Regions from separate parts of the Pan troglodytes genome. Here region 1 is linked to region 2. The links are chromatin contacts, called in public HiChIP or PLAC-seq maps. All regions are on one chromosome and are shown on one strand. Each heading gives the region's core, a stretch centred on a gene start, on an enhancer-like site or on the middle of the called end of the contact. The rest is flanking DNA. Distances are from core to core; before and after follow the strand shown. Region 1 holds the start of PIGL (phosphatidylinositol glycan anchor biosynthesis class L). Region 2 holds the start of CENPV (centromere protein V).

The links. HiChIP or PLAC-seq counts read pairs in DNA pulled down with a chosen protein or histone mark.
Region 1: a contact with region 2 is called in an H3K4me3 HiChIP or PLAC-seq map of stem cell-derived excitatory neurons, with 2.2 times the contacts expected there. The contact joins the promoter of PIGL here to the promoter of CENPV in region 2. A contact is called at or near these places in 1 of 7 Hi-C or Micro-C datasets (stem cell-derived neural progenitor cells) and 1 of 1 datasets of contacts at active chromatin or transcription factors (stem cell-derived excitatory neurons).

What each region holds. Positions count from the first base shown.
Region 1 is chr19:53,780,965-53,786,574 of NHGRI_mPanTro3-v2.0_pri, reverse strand. It overlaps PIGL (phosphatidylinositol glycan anchor biosynthesis class L), which reads left to right and starts at 1,431. Exons shown (of 8, transcript XR_010153004.1): 1 at 1,431-1,748. NCOR1 (nuclear receptor corepressor 1) reads right to left here and starts at 461. Exons shown (of 47, transcript XM_054670432.2): 1 at 1-461.
Region 2 is chr19:53,647,406-53,653,123 of NHGRI_mPanTro3-v2.0_pri, reverse strand. It overlaps CENPV (centromere protein V), which reads right to left and starts at 4,148. Exons shown (of 5, transcript XM_511783.8): 1 at 3,680-4,148; 2 at 585-683. The coding sequence starts at 4,089. It overlaps LOC134808887 (a long non-coding RNA gene), which reads left to right. Exons shown (of 2, transcript XR_010153006.1): 2 at 1-943.

The DNA of each region.
Region 1 (5,610 bases), core at 182-2,681, 140 kb before region 2:
CTCTCGGACGGATACGGGGCCGGGCAGCGCCCAGCCGGATCCAGCGCTGCTGCCATCGTGCCCTGGGCTTGTGCGCCCCCCGCCTGCCCGTCTGTTCCGCTTGCCCGAGGCCTTCCTCAGGCGTGGGAAAAGGAAAAACTCAGGCCGTGGAAGGGACCCTGCAAACCCCTCCGCGGCGTGGTGGGGCGGCGGCGGCCTCTGGCCGGAGCTGCGTAGAGGGAAGCCGGTCCCCTCGTGGCTGGGAGCTGGAGGGGTGCATTTCGACCTGCCCAAGATACTTTCTAGGGCTCTGGCTGGAATTCGCACCAAGCCCTCACTGAAATGCTGGGCGAGGCCGATTTGTCCACGATGTTGCTCCTTAACCTTAAGTTACTTGCAAGAGGAGCCTGTGGCCCTCGCGACTGTTAAGTGCACGCTCAGCCTCACCCTGCTGGGGAAACGACGGTTCCTCGTAACCGCACGCATACGTTCCTTTAGAAAAGCCAGGCCCGACCGGACGCAGTGGGTCACGCTTGTAATCCCAGCACTTTGGGAGGCCGAGGCGGGCCCATCACTTAAGGTCAGGAGTTCGAGACCAGCCTGACGAACATGGAGAAACCCCGTCACTACTAAAAATACAAAAATTAAGCGGGCGTGGTGGCGCGCGCCAGTAATCCCAGCTACTGGGGAGACCGAAGTGGGAGAATTGCTTGAACGCGGGAGGCTGAGGTAGCAGCGAGTCTAGGTCGCGCCACTGCACTCCAGCCTGGGCGACGGAGCCAGACCCTGTTTCAAAAAAAAAAAAAAAAAAAAAAACACGAAAGGGCCGGGCGCGGTGGCTCAGGCCTGTAATCCCAGCACTTTGGGAGGCCGAGGCGAGCGGATCACGAGGTCAGGAGTTCGAGACCAGCCTAGTTAATATGGTGAAACCCCCCTCTCTACTAAAAATACAAAAACTAGCTGGGCGTGGTGGCGCGCGCCTATAGTCCCAGCTACTCGGGAGGCCGAGACAGAAGAGTCGCTTGAACCCGGGAGACAGAGGTTGCAGTGAGCCGAGATCGCTCCACTGCACTCCAGCCCGGGCGACAGAGCCTCTCAAAAAAAAAAAAAGTAAAGAAAGCCATCCAAAAGTGAGAAGGAATAACAAAGTTGGTGTAACTGGCTATTTTGGAAAACTGTCATACGGATAACGGGCTGTCTAACCCTATAATTACGAGAAAGGCCCGGGTCTTAAGAAATGAATTCGCAAATGAAGAGGAAGGAACTCTTCCTATAAGTGGGAGCTTATATATAAGACGCTTCCTTTTAAACCGATTGTACAGTGTGGTAGGACTAGGGTAGGAAACTGGACGGCATGGAGACTTCTGTGTTAAAACACAAGAGAACCCTTAACGTTAAAACCTCAAGCTTCCGGAGCATGTCGGCGGGAGGGACTTAACAGCGGAACCCAACATTCCCGGGTGAAGTTTTCCAGCCGGAGTCAGGGTCAGAGGCAGCCTTTCCTACTGCGCAGGCTCAGTGCTGCTTACCCATCATGGAAGCAATGTGGCTCCTGTGTGTGGCGGTGGCGGTCTTGGCATGGGGCTTCCTCTGGGTTTGGGACTCCTCAGAACGAATGAAGAGTCTGGAGCAGGGAGGACGGCTGGGAGCCGAAAGCCGGACCCTGCTGGTCATAGCGCACCCTGACGATGAAGCCATGTTTTTTGCTCCCACAGTGCTAGGCTTGGCCCGCCTAAGGCACTGGGTGTACCTGCTTTGCTTCTCTGCAGGTAGGAGGCCATAGGAGGGGCGATGGGAGCCGGGGCTTTGAAAGGGATTTAAGTGCTAACCGATCTCAGTCGCCTTCTTCTCGAAGAGTTTTCCGTAGGGAGCTAAGTGAATACACCGAAGGTCTTACCTCTGAACCCCTCACAGCCTAGGGACAGGAGCGGCCGGCTTACCTGGTGGGTTGGGGGACGTCGGCAGCTCGCGTACTACGCTAGCAGGATTGAGGAGCAGAGAAACAGTTGCAGTTGGTTGTATTCAGTACCTGCATTTCCGTTGGGAACTCCACCTGTACTTGTTATTCTGTGGAACTTTTTTTTATTTGTAGAAGGAGCAAGAATATTGACCTTACTATATAGCACACGAAACAATCTATGCTGTATCGTGCCTGCTCAATCCTTAAAGTTAACTTCTAATGATAGTAAAAGACTTTCCTGCTGCCTTTAAAATGCAGCTTGTGCTAGTAACATGCATGTGTCAAATTGAAGAATTAGACATAGATGAACAGATAGAAAGTAATTTTGAAGGTAATTTTAGAGTTCAACTCCACCCAGCTTTCAGTGAAGGAACCTTTCAAATAATAGATTTTTGCTTACCATAGAGAAAAGATCAAATGACAAAGCAAATATTGACCATTAAGCTGGAATATGGTGATAATTGAACAGTTGTATAAATGAAGTAATTGAATTGTACACATACAATGGGTGAATTTTATGGCATGTCAAAGTATACCTCAATAAAGCTATTTTTTAAAATTGCCCATGACTTCTTTTCCCATTTGGTTGTGTGTCTTTCCAATTCTTTTTCTATACAGCTTCTTCACAGAAATCACATTTTATAAAATTTTATATCGTTTTTACTCGACATTACTTTTTCATTTATTTACCAAATACTTATTAAACATTTGTGTGCTAGGCCTTATTCTATGCCCTAGGGATACAAAAGTGGAAAGCTAGGTAAGAGCATTGTCCTCGTGAAACTTAAAACATCTACCTATATTTAGATCTAAATGTATAGCCTGTTAAATGGCTTCATCGGGATAAACCTTAATCATCCCTTATTGTTTGTACATTCAGAAGGTTTTTTCCTAGTTTATTGCAAAGAGCAGAGAACATCTTTATGTATATTACTTCATGAGTATTAATTTTTAAAATTGGCTGTTTTAAGGCTTTGCATTGCAAAACACATTCCCAAAAACAAAATGCCAACTTACTCTTTTTTTTTTTTTTTTTTTCTGAGACAGTCTCGCTCTGTTGCCCAGGCTGGAGTGCCGTGGCGTGATCTCGGCTCACTGCAACCTCCACCACCCGGGTTCAAGTGATTCTCCTGCGTCAGCCTGCCAAGTAGCTGGGTTTACAAGCGCATGCCACCACACCTGGCTAATTTTTGTATTTTTAGTAGAGATGAGGTTTCACCATGTTAGCCAGGCTGGTCTCAAACTCCTGACCTCTAGTGATCCACCTGCCTTGGCCTCCCAAAGTGCTTGGGATTACAAGTGTGAGCCACCATGCCTGGCCTACCTATTTACATTCTTACTGGCACTAATGAGAGTATCTGTCTTAATATACTACTTTCTGTAGCATTGACTGACATTTTTTATAAATTTTTTTTTTTTTTTGAGACGGAGTCTTGCTCTATCGCCTAGGCTGGAGTGCAGTGGCGCAATCTCGGCTCACTGTAAGTTCTGCCTCCTGGGTTCACGCCATTCTTTCTGGGACTACAGGCGCCCGCCACCATGCCCAGCTAATTTTTTTTATTTGTTTTTAGTTTTTAGTAGAGACGGGGTTTCACTGTGTTAGCCAGGATGGTCTTGATCTCCTGAACTTTTGATCTGCCCGCCTCAGCCTCCCAAAGTGCTGGGATTACAGGCGTAAGCCACTGCACCTGGCCATTTTTTATAAATTTCTTAATTTGTTTAGTATCTTCTCCCCCAAAAACCTTTGTTACCAGTAAAAGTAAACCATTTTACATATTTATTAAGAATTGGAGCCCAAGCACTTTTCTTCTAAAATTTATGCTCTGTTAAGAATATTAATTGCAAATAGTTACAAGTAATGCCACCATTTTTTCTTAGTTTCTAGGTTTGGTGGGGGTTTTTTGTTTAGTTTTCTTTTTGAGATGGAGTCTCACTCTGTCACCCAGGCTGGAGTGCAGGGGCGCAATCTCAGTTCACTGCAACCTACGCCTCCCGAGTTTAAGCAATTCTCTTACCTCAGCCTCTCGAGTAGCTGGGACTACAGTGTGCACCACATGTTGGGCTAATTTTTGTATTTTTGGTAGAGCTGAGGTTTCGCTGTGATAGCCAGGCTAGTCTCGAACTCCTGACAAGTGATCCACCCACCTCGGCCTCCCAAAGTGCTGGGATTACAGGCGTGAGCCACCACACCCAGCTGGCCAGCTTTTAGTTGTATTTGTATTTTATATTACAACTGTATGAGTCAAATTATAAGCAAGTTTGTTACAAGGTCTTCAAAAGAAGCCTGGATTTTATTTGCAAAACATTATAGGTACAGCTGTTTAATAAACTTACCCTTATTTTCAATAGGTTCATAAAAATTTGGGACCAGAATTGAAAATTTTTTCAAATAAAAAATGTAGGCCGGGCATGGTGGCTCATGCCTGTAATCCGAGCACTTTGGGAGGCCGAGGCGGGCAGATCATGAGGTCAAGAGATCAAGACCATCTTGGCCAACATGTTGAAACCCTGTCTCTCCTACAAATACAAAAATTAGCTGGCTGTGGTGGTCCACGCCTGTAGTCCCAGCTACTCGGGCGGCTGAGGCAGGAGAATCACTTGAACCCGGGAGGCGGAGGTTACAGTGAGCCGAGATCGCGCCACTGCACTCCAGCCTGGCAACAGAGGGAGACTCCGTCTCAAAAAATATATATAGAGAGAGAGAGCATGCACTTGGCACTCAATGTTTTTATTGTCTTTCATTATTTCCTCTGAATCCATTTTGTTTTTTATTGTATGTTATTTATTCTTTATTTGTGTTTTTTTAAATTGTTATTTATTTATTTATTTTGAGGCAGAGTCTCACCCTGTCTCTCAGGCTAGAGTGCAGTGGTTCGATCTTGGCTCACTGCAACATCTGCCTCCCAGGTTCAAGCGATTTTCCTGCCTCAGCCTCTGGAGTAGCGGGATTACAGGCATTCACCGCCATGCCCAGCCAATTTTGTATTTTTAGTAGAGACGGGCTTTCTCCATGTTGGTCAGGCTGGTCTCAAACTCCCGACCTCAGGTGATCCGCCCACCTTGGCCTCCCAAAGTGCTGGGATTACAGGCTTGAGCCACCGCGCCCAGCCACGCCAGGCTAATGTTTGTATTTTCAGTAGAGACAGGGTTTCACCATGGTGGCCAAACTGGTCTCGAACTCCTGACCTCAGGTGATCCGCCTGGCCCGGCCTCCCAAAGTGCTGGGATTACATGCATGAGCCACCAAGCATGGCCTGTTTATTTTATAAAAATGGGGTCTTGTTCTGTCTAGAGCCTTTCCCCTCTAGACTGCACTGTCAGCTCTCATATCAGGTGACAGAGCAAGACCCTGTCTTTATAAAATAAACCAAACATGAATAACATACAAGAAAAAACAAAATGGTAAGTTGGATTCAGAGGAAATAATGAAAGACAATAAAAATATTGAGTGCCAAGTGCATGCTCTGTATTTTTTATTTGAAAAAATTTTCAATTCTGGTCCCAAATTTTTATGAACCTATTGAAAATAAGGATGAATTTATTAAAGAGCTGTACCTGTAATATTTTGCAAATAAAATATAGGCTTCTCTTGAAAATCTTGAAACAAACTTGCTTAATTTGACTCCTATAGTTGCAATATAAAATATAAATAAAACTAAAAGCTGACTGGA
Region 2 (5,718 bases), core at 2,899-5,398:
GGACTGGATGCTGTTAAATAATTAGCTGCATGCCAACTTTGGGTCCCAAAGCCAGAGCCTGTAGTCCCTGCTCCATCATAACGCCGGGGAAGGTGGTACAAATCAGGCCCTCCACAGCCAGCAGTGCCATCTGCCTCAACCAAAGAGCAGAGCGAGAGTGGAGGGCCTGGGGAGCCTCCAGGTGTATACACCCTTCACTAACGTACCCTCCAACTCTCCCCAACTCTAGACTTCTATGAAGATTCTGCCCAAGGCTTTCCACTCAGTACCCAGCCAGGCACACCTGCAGCTAACCGCCCCCGGCTCCTCAGCAGTGTCAGTCTGAGGGTGATGCTGCCACAAGCCACAAGCCCTGAGGACCCTGCTCTGTGTCACCTGGGCCATGCTGTTGAAGCTCTGTGATGAGCCATACAAAAGGAACAAAAATAGAACAATGAACCTTTCTGTCCCCATCACCTGACTTCAACAGTTACCAGCCCAAGGCCAATGTTTCCTCTGTACCCCAACTCCCCAGATTATTTTGAAATATTGCATTTTAACTCTGAAATTCTTTTAAGCCAATTTAGGGAAAAAAAAATACTCACTTGCAGTCAAATATATGCAAGTCTGCTGAGGCCCAAACTTCAAAACGAACTGCTCCACAGTGGCAGCCTCCTGTGTGCTTCACCAGGCCCTGGTATTCACTAAATGAAACAAAAATCAGAAAGATAATAATTTCTGAATAGCTGCCTCCTGCTCTCTTTTTGTTGTTGAAAGAAAGACAAAAGATTAGACAAAAGTCTTTTCTACATGACAACCAGATGCATTTCTGCTTTTAAGGAGGCACTGTCAATTTCCTAAGTGAAGAATGGTTTCAGCACCTTCTTTGTCCATGAGCTCTCTTTTTGCCAATTTCTTAAATTGTATTAAGTTGCAAAATAAAACATTCCAAACATTTCGAAAATGTGAGGGATCCTAACCCACCACCAAACATTTTTATTTATATGTCAAATACTAAATTTTTTTTTTTTTTTTGAGATGGAGTCTCAGTCTATTGCCCAGGCTGGAGTGCAGTGGCACGATCTTGGCTCACTGCAACCTCTTCCGCCTGGGTTGAAGCAATTCTCCAGCCTTAGCCTCCCAAGTAGCTGGGATTACAGGCGCCTGCCACCGCGCCCTGCTAATTTTGTATTTTTAGTAGAGATAGGGCTTCACCATCTTGGCCAAGCTGGTCTTGAACTCCTGACCTTGTGATCCACCCACGGGGACTCCCAAAGTGCTGGGATTACAGGCGTGAGCCACTGCTCTGGGCCTCACATACTAAATATTTTTATGAGCTAGGCACGAAGGAGAGAATACTAAACAAGATACAGCAGACACGACTGCTACCCTTACCGACCTTAACAAGTTACTCAAATAATAATTAATTATGATTGTGATAAAGGAGGTACAGGCTGCTATGAAAAATAAGACTGGATACTCAATCAAGTCCAGAGGTCCAGAAGAGCCTTTTGAGAAACTTAATAAAGGCTCTTATATTTTTGCTCTATTTCTTTCCAGTATTCTTCACACACATGCGTTTTACATAGTTGTAATACACATTACATAGAATTTTTTTTTTTTGAGAGGGAGTTTCATTCTTGTTGCCCAGGCTGGAGTGCAGTGACGCGATTTCAGCCCACCGGAACCTCCACCTCCAGGGTTCAAATGATTCTCCTGCCTCAGCCTCCCGAGTAGCTGGGATTACAGGCGCCCACCACCACACCCAGCTAATTTTGTATTTTTAGTAGAGACGAGGTTTCTCCATGTTGGTCAGGCAGTCTCAAACTCCCCACCTCAGGTGATCCACCCGCCTCGGCCTCCCAAAGTGCTGGGATTACAGGCATGAGCCACCTCACCCGGCCTACATACAATTTTAACCCTTTAAAGCTTATATATAAGCCAAACTCAGAAATGAACATTAAGATCTGATAAATGTCTTAAAATCGCTTTCCAAAAGGATTGAACACCCTTACCCGATATATAAATGAGAAAACATTTCACTGTACAGTCTCAGGCAATAATTATAGGAAAAATAGCTCACTGCAGTTTTAATTTGCATGATTAAGACTGATCATTTTTTCATGTTTCTTTACGTTTATGTATTTTAATTTTTTCTGCACACATAATGCTTATTGTAAAAACTCCAAACTTCACACTATTTGAGAGTGCTCAAAGTGAAAGCCTCCTGTAATCTTTACACCCAGAGGGATCTATAGTTAATTATTTGTTATATATTCCCCCAAACTTTTTTCTACACAATATTTTAACGAAAATGGTACAGTTATACACACTGTTTGAATATAATTTAGTAGACTTTATAAGTACAAAGTCATGGCAATCTAGTGGGAGAAAAACAGCTTTTTTATGTCAATATTTTAAATCTTTTTCTTGACCATTTATCAGTTTGTCTTAAAATAAAAATTTATCTCAAATTTGAGTTTTACATTCTTCTTTTTTTCTGTATGCCTTGAAGACACCATGAGTTTTACATTCCTAAGGATCTTCGTATTCCTTCTGCCCAGAGGCAGCCGTCACCCTATAGGTGCTCAAATGTTTGATGGATGAACGTTTTTTAAAAATTCAGTGTGCAGTCCAAGATGAAAAACCAAAAAGTGAAGCACACAGAAAACCAAATATGTATCTTCTGTCGGGGACGACTCATCCTAAGAGAATTTCTTCCGCAAGAAGCTCAAAGGAACATGTTCAAGAAAAGAAGTAATTCTCAGGTTATGCAATTGCTAGGTTATTCTTGTCGGTTTTTTCCCCCTAGTGTTTTGATTGTTCTTTTTAATTCGTAAAATTGACACTGAAATATAATATCAGGGCGTTAAAATATCTCTCTGTAGCACAACTGTTCCCCGAGGCAGGAATCCAGATCGCATTTGGAGAAAAGAAGGCAGCCCTTTAACAGCCCAGTTAAAAGCTCTTTCCCAAATCGCGGACACTCGAGATGCTCCTCGGGCCATCTAAAAGACTGCGGAGCAGCCAGGAGGGCGAGCGGCAGGGAGCATTAGCTGGCTGAGCACATAAAAGCCTCCCTACGCAGGCATCCCCGCCGCCGCGCGAGGCCGGAGCATCTCTTCGCGCGCGCTTCTCTCCCGGATCAATAACCCCCGCCCCCTGCTCCCTCCCTGGCAGTGCCTGGAACAACGACGGGATTTTGCTTCCCAGTTAGTTCAAAACTATTCATGCTTCCTTCAACGCTTCTACCTTTCCCTTCCACCCACCCTCAAAAACACGTGTGCAAACACACAAAAAAGGGGGATTCGGGTAAGAGAAAGCCGTGGGATTTATCTTCTTTTCACTAAGAAAGGCCCCCACACCCTTTGCGCGCCAGCAAGAGACAACGTCCCCGAGCACGATGCTTATGGCCGGGAAAGACTCTTTGTGTCCCAAGACGGCTGCGCGCGCCCTCAAGCTCCGGAAGAAGCCCCCTTTCCATTCCCAGGCCACACAGCCCTAGAAGCACCGCCCCGCCCCGCCGCCCTTAGAATTAGGGAATAACCCCAGTGCTAACGGGGGAGCCGCGTCGGCTCCGTAACGTGGAAGGCTCAGAGCTGAAAGGCGCCCAAGGCCTGCACGCGGGCTGCGAGCCCGACTCCTGCCGAGGGGGTCCGCGTGGCACCGGCTCCCGCGCGCCCCGGCCCGCCGTACTCACAAGGTGTCTAGCAGGAGCTTGGCGGCACCCTCGGAGGTAAGCTTCTGCCGCTTCTGGAACGTCTCCCAGCGCTCCCGCTGCTCGCCCAGGTCCAGGTTGGACGCCGAGGACGTCGGGGTCGCGGGAGTCGGCGGCGGCGGCGGCGGTGGCGGGAGCAACGCCAGCTCCGGCGGCGGCGGCTCCCCCGGGCCCTCCTCCTGGGCCCGCGGCGACGAGCGCCTCAGCCGCGGCTTCTCCGACGGCGGCTTCTCCACCGCCTGGCTCTTGCTCCCGGCCTGGCTAGCGGAGCGCCGTGTGCGGGTGGCGCTGGGTGCCAAGGCAGCGGCCGCGGAGGCCGCGGGGGCCGCGGAGGCCCCGGACCGCTTCTGCCCGCGCAGCTTGGCGGCCGCAGAGCTCCTCGATCGCCGCATGGCTCCCGCAGCCTGGCGCGCAGGCCTCGCAGCGCGGCGCGCCCCCGCCGGCCTGCGCGCGCCCCCGCCGCCCGCCAGTCTTCAGGCCCAGGGGGCGCTGCGCCCGGCTGCCCCGCTCCGCCAGCCGCGCCCCGCAGCGCGGCGCCTGCCCGCAGGAGGGAGACCCGGCCCGCCCGGCCGCTGGGACGCACCTGCCTGTTCCGTCCCGCAGGCCCAGAGGGGCTGCGCCTGGGCCTACGCTCGCGATACCCAGAATCCACTCGCACCTGCGAAGGCGCCCCTGCCCTGTGTGAATCCAGCGGGCTCTTCGTACCTTCCCGACCTGGAGGGGCCTGGGTTGGGCCTGAATTCGCAGGCTCATCCGAGCGGGCAGCCTGGGGTAACTTCGTCTCCAAAAACGAGCTAATTTGTGTAAACGGCCTGCCACCTGCTACCTCCTGTGTAACAGCGGCCGAAACCATAGTTCTTCACCTTCGTCTTTTCTGTCACATTATAGAACAGTGTCATGAGGATACCAATAGTCAACAGATTTGGGGTTTCATTTTAATTAAATGAATGACCCGTGCGTCGAATTTCATTAGTATGATTTTGATGAAGGCAGCACCAAAGTTTAAAGACAAAAGGCACGAGAATCGTTTATGGAACCCAGATAGTCTTCTTCTCCTTCTCCTTCTTCTTCTTTTTTCAGACCGAGTTTCGCTCTTGTTGCCCAGGCTGGAGTGCAGTGGCGCGATCTCGCCTCACCGCAGCCTCCGCCTCCCAGGTTCAAGCGATTCTCCTGCCTCAGCCTCCCGAGGAGCTGGGATTACAGGCATTCGCCACCACACCCGGCTAATTTTGTATTTTTAGTAGAGACGGGGTTTCACCATGTTGGTCAGGCTGGTGCCGAATACTCCCGACCTCAGGTGATCCATCCGCCTCGGCTTCCCAAAGCGCTGGGATTACAGGCCTGAGCCACCGGGCCCAGCCTATCTTTCTTTTTTTTTTTTTTCTTTTTTTTTTTTTTTTTCTTTTTTGGAGTCTCACTCTGTCGCCAGGCTGGAGTGCAGTGGCGCGATCTCGGTTCACTGCAACCTCCGCCTCACCGTTCCAGCGATTCTCCTGCGTCAGCCTATCTTTCTTCTTTATTCTGATTTTCTTCATGGTATTGTTAGTTTAATAGTTTATTGAATTAAAGGCATAGTTTAACTATTTTGTCTTTTTTTTTTTTTTTTTTTTCCATACAGGATCTGACAGACTGGAGTGCAGTAGCGGGATCTCGGCTCAGTGTAGCCAAGAACTCCTGGCCTCAAGCGATCCTGCAGCCTGGGCCTCTGGAGTAGCTGGAACAACAGGCGGCGCCCCGCCCCCCCCCCCCCCCCCCAGCTAATTGTTGCTATTGTTGTTTTGTAGATACCGGGTTTCCCTATGTTGCCCAGGCTGGTCTCTAACTCCTGGCCTCAAGCGATCCTCCCGCCTAGTTCTCCCCAAGTGTTGGGATTACAGGTGTGAGCCACCGAGCCCCACCTTGCCATTTTGTCGTTGTTGTTGTTGGAATTATGGTTTACACACAGCAACGTGCAAATATCTTAGATGTACAGCTTATGTGACCACCACCACTTCAGATACAGAACATTTTCAGCACACCAG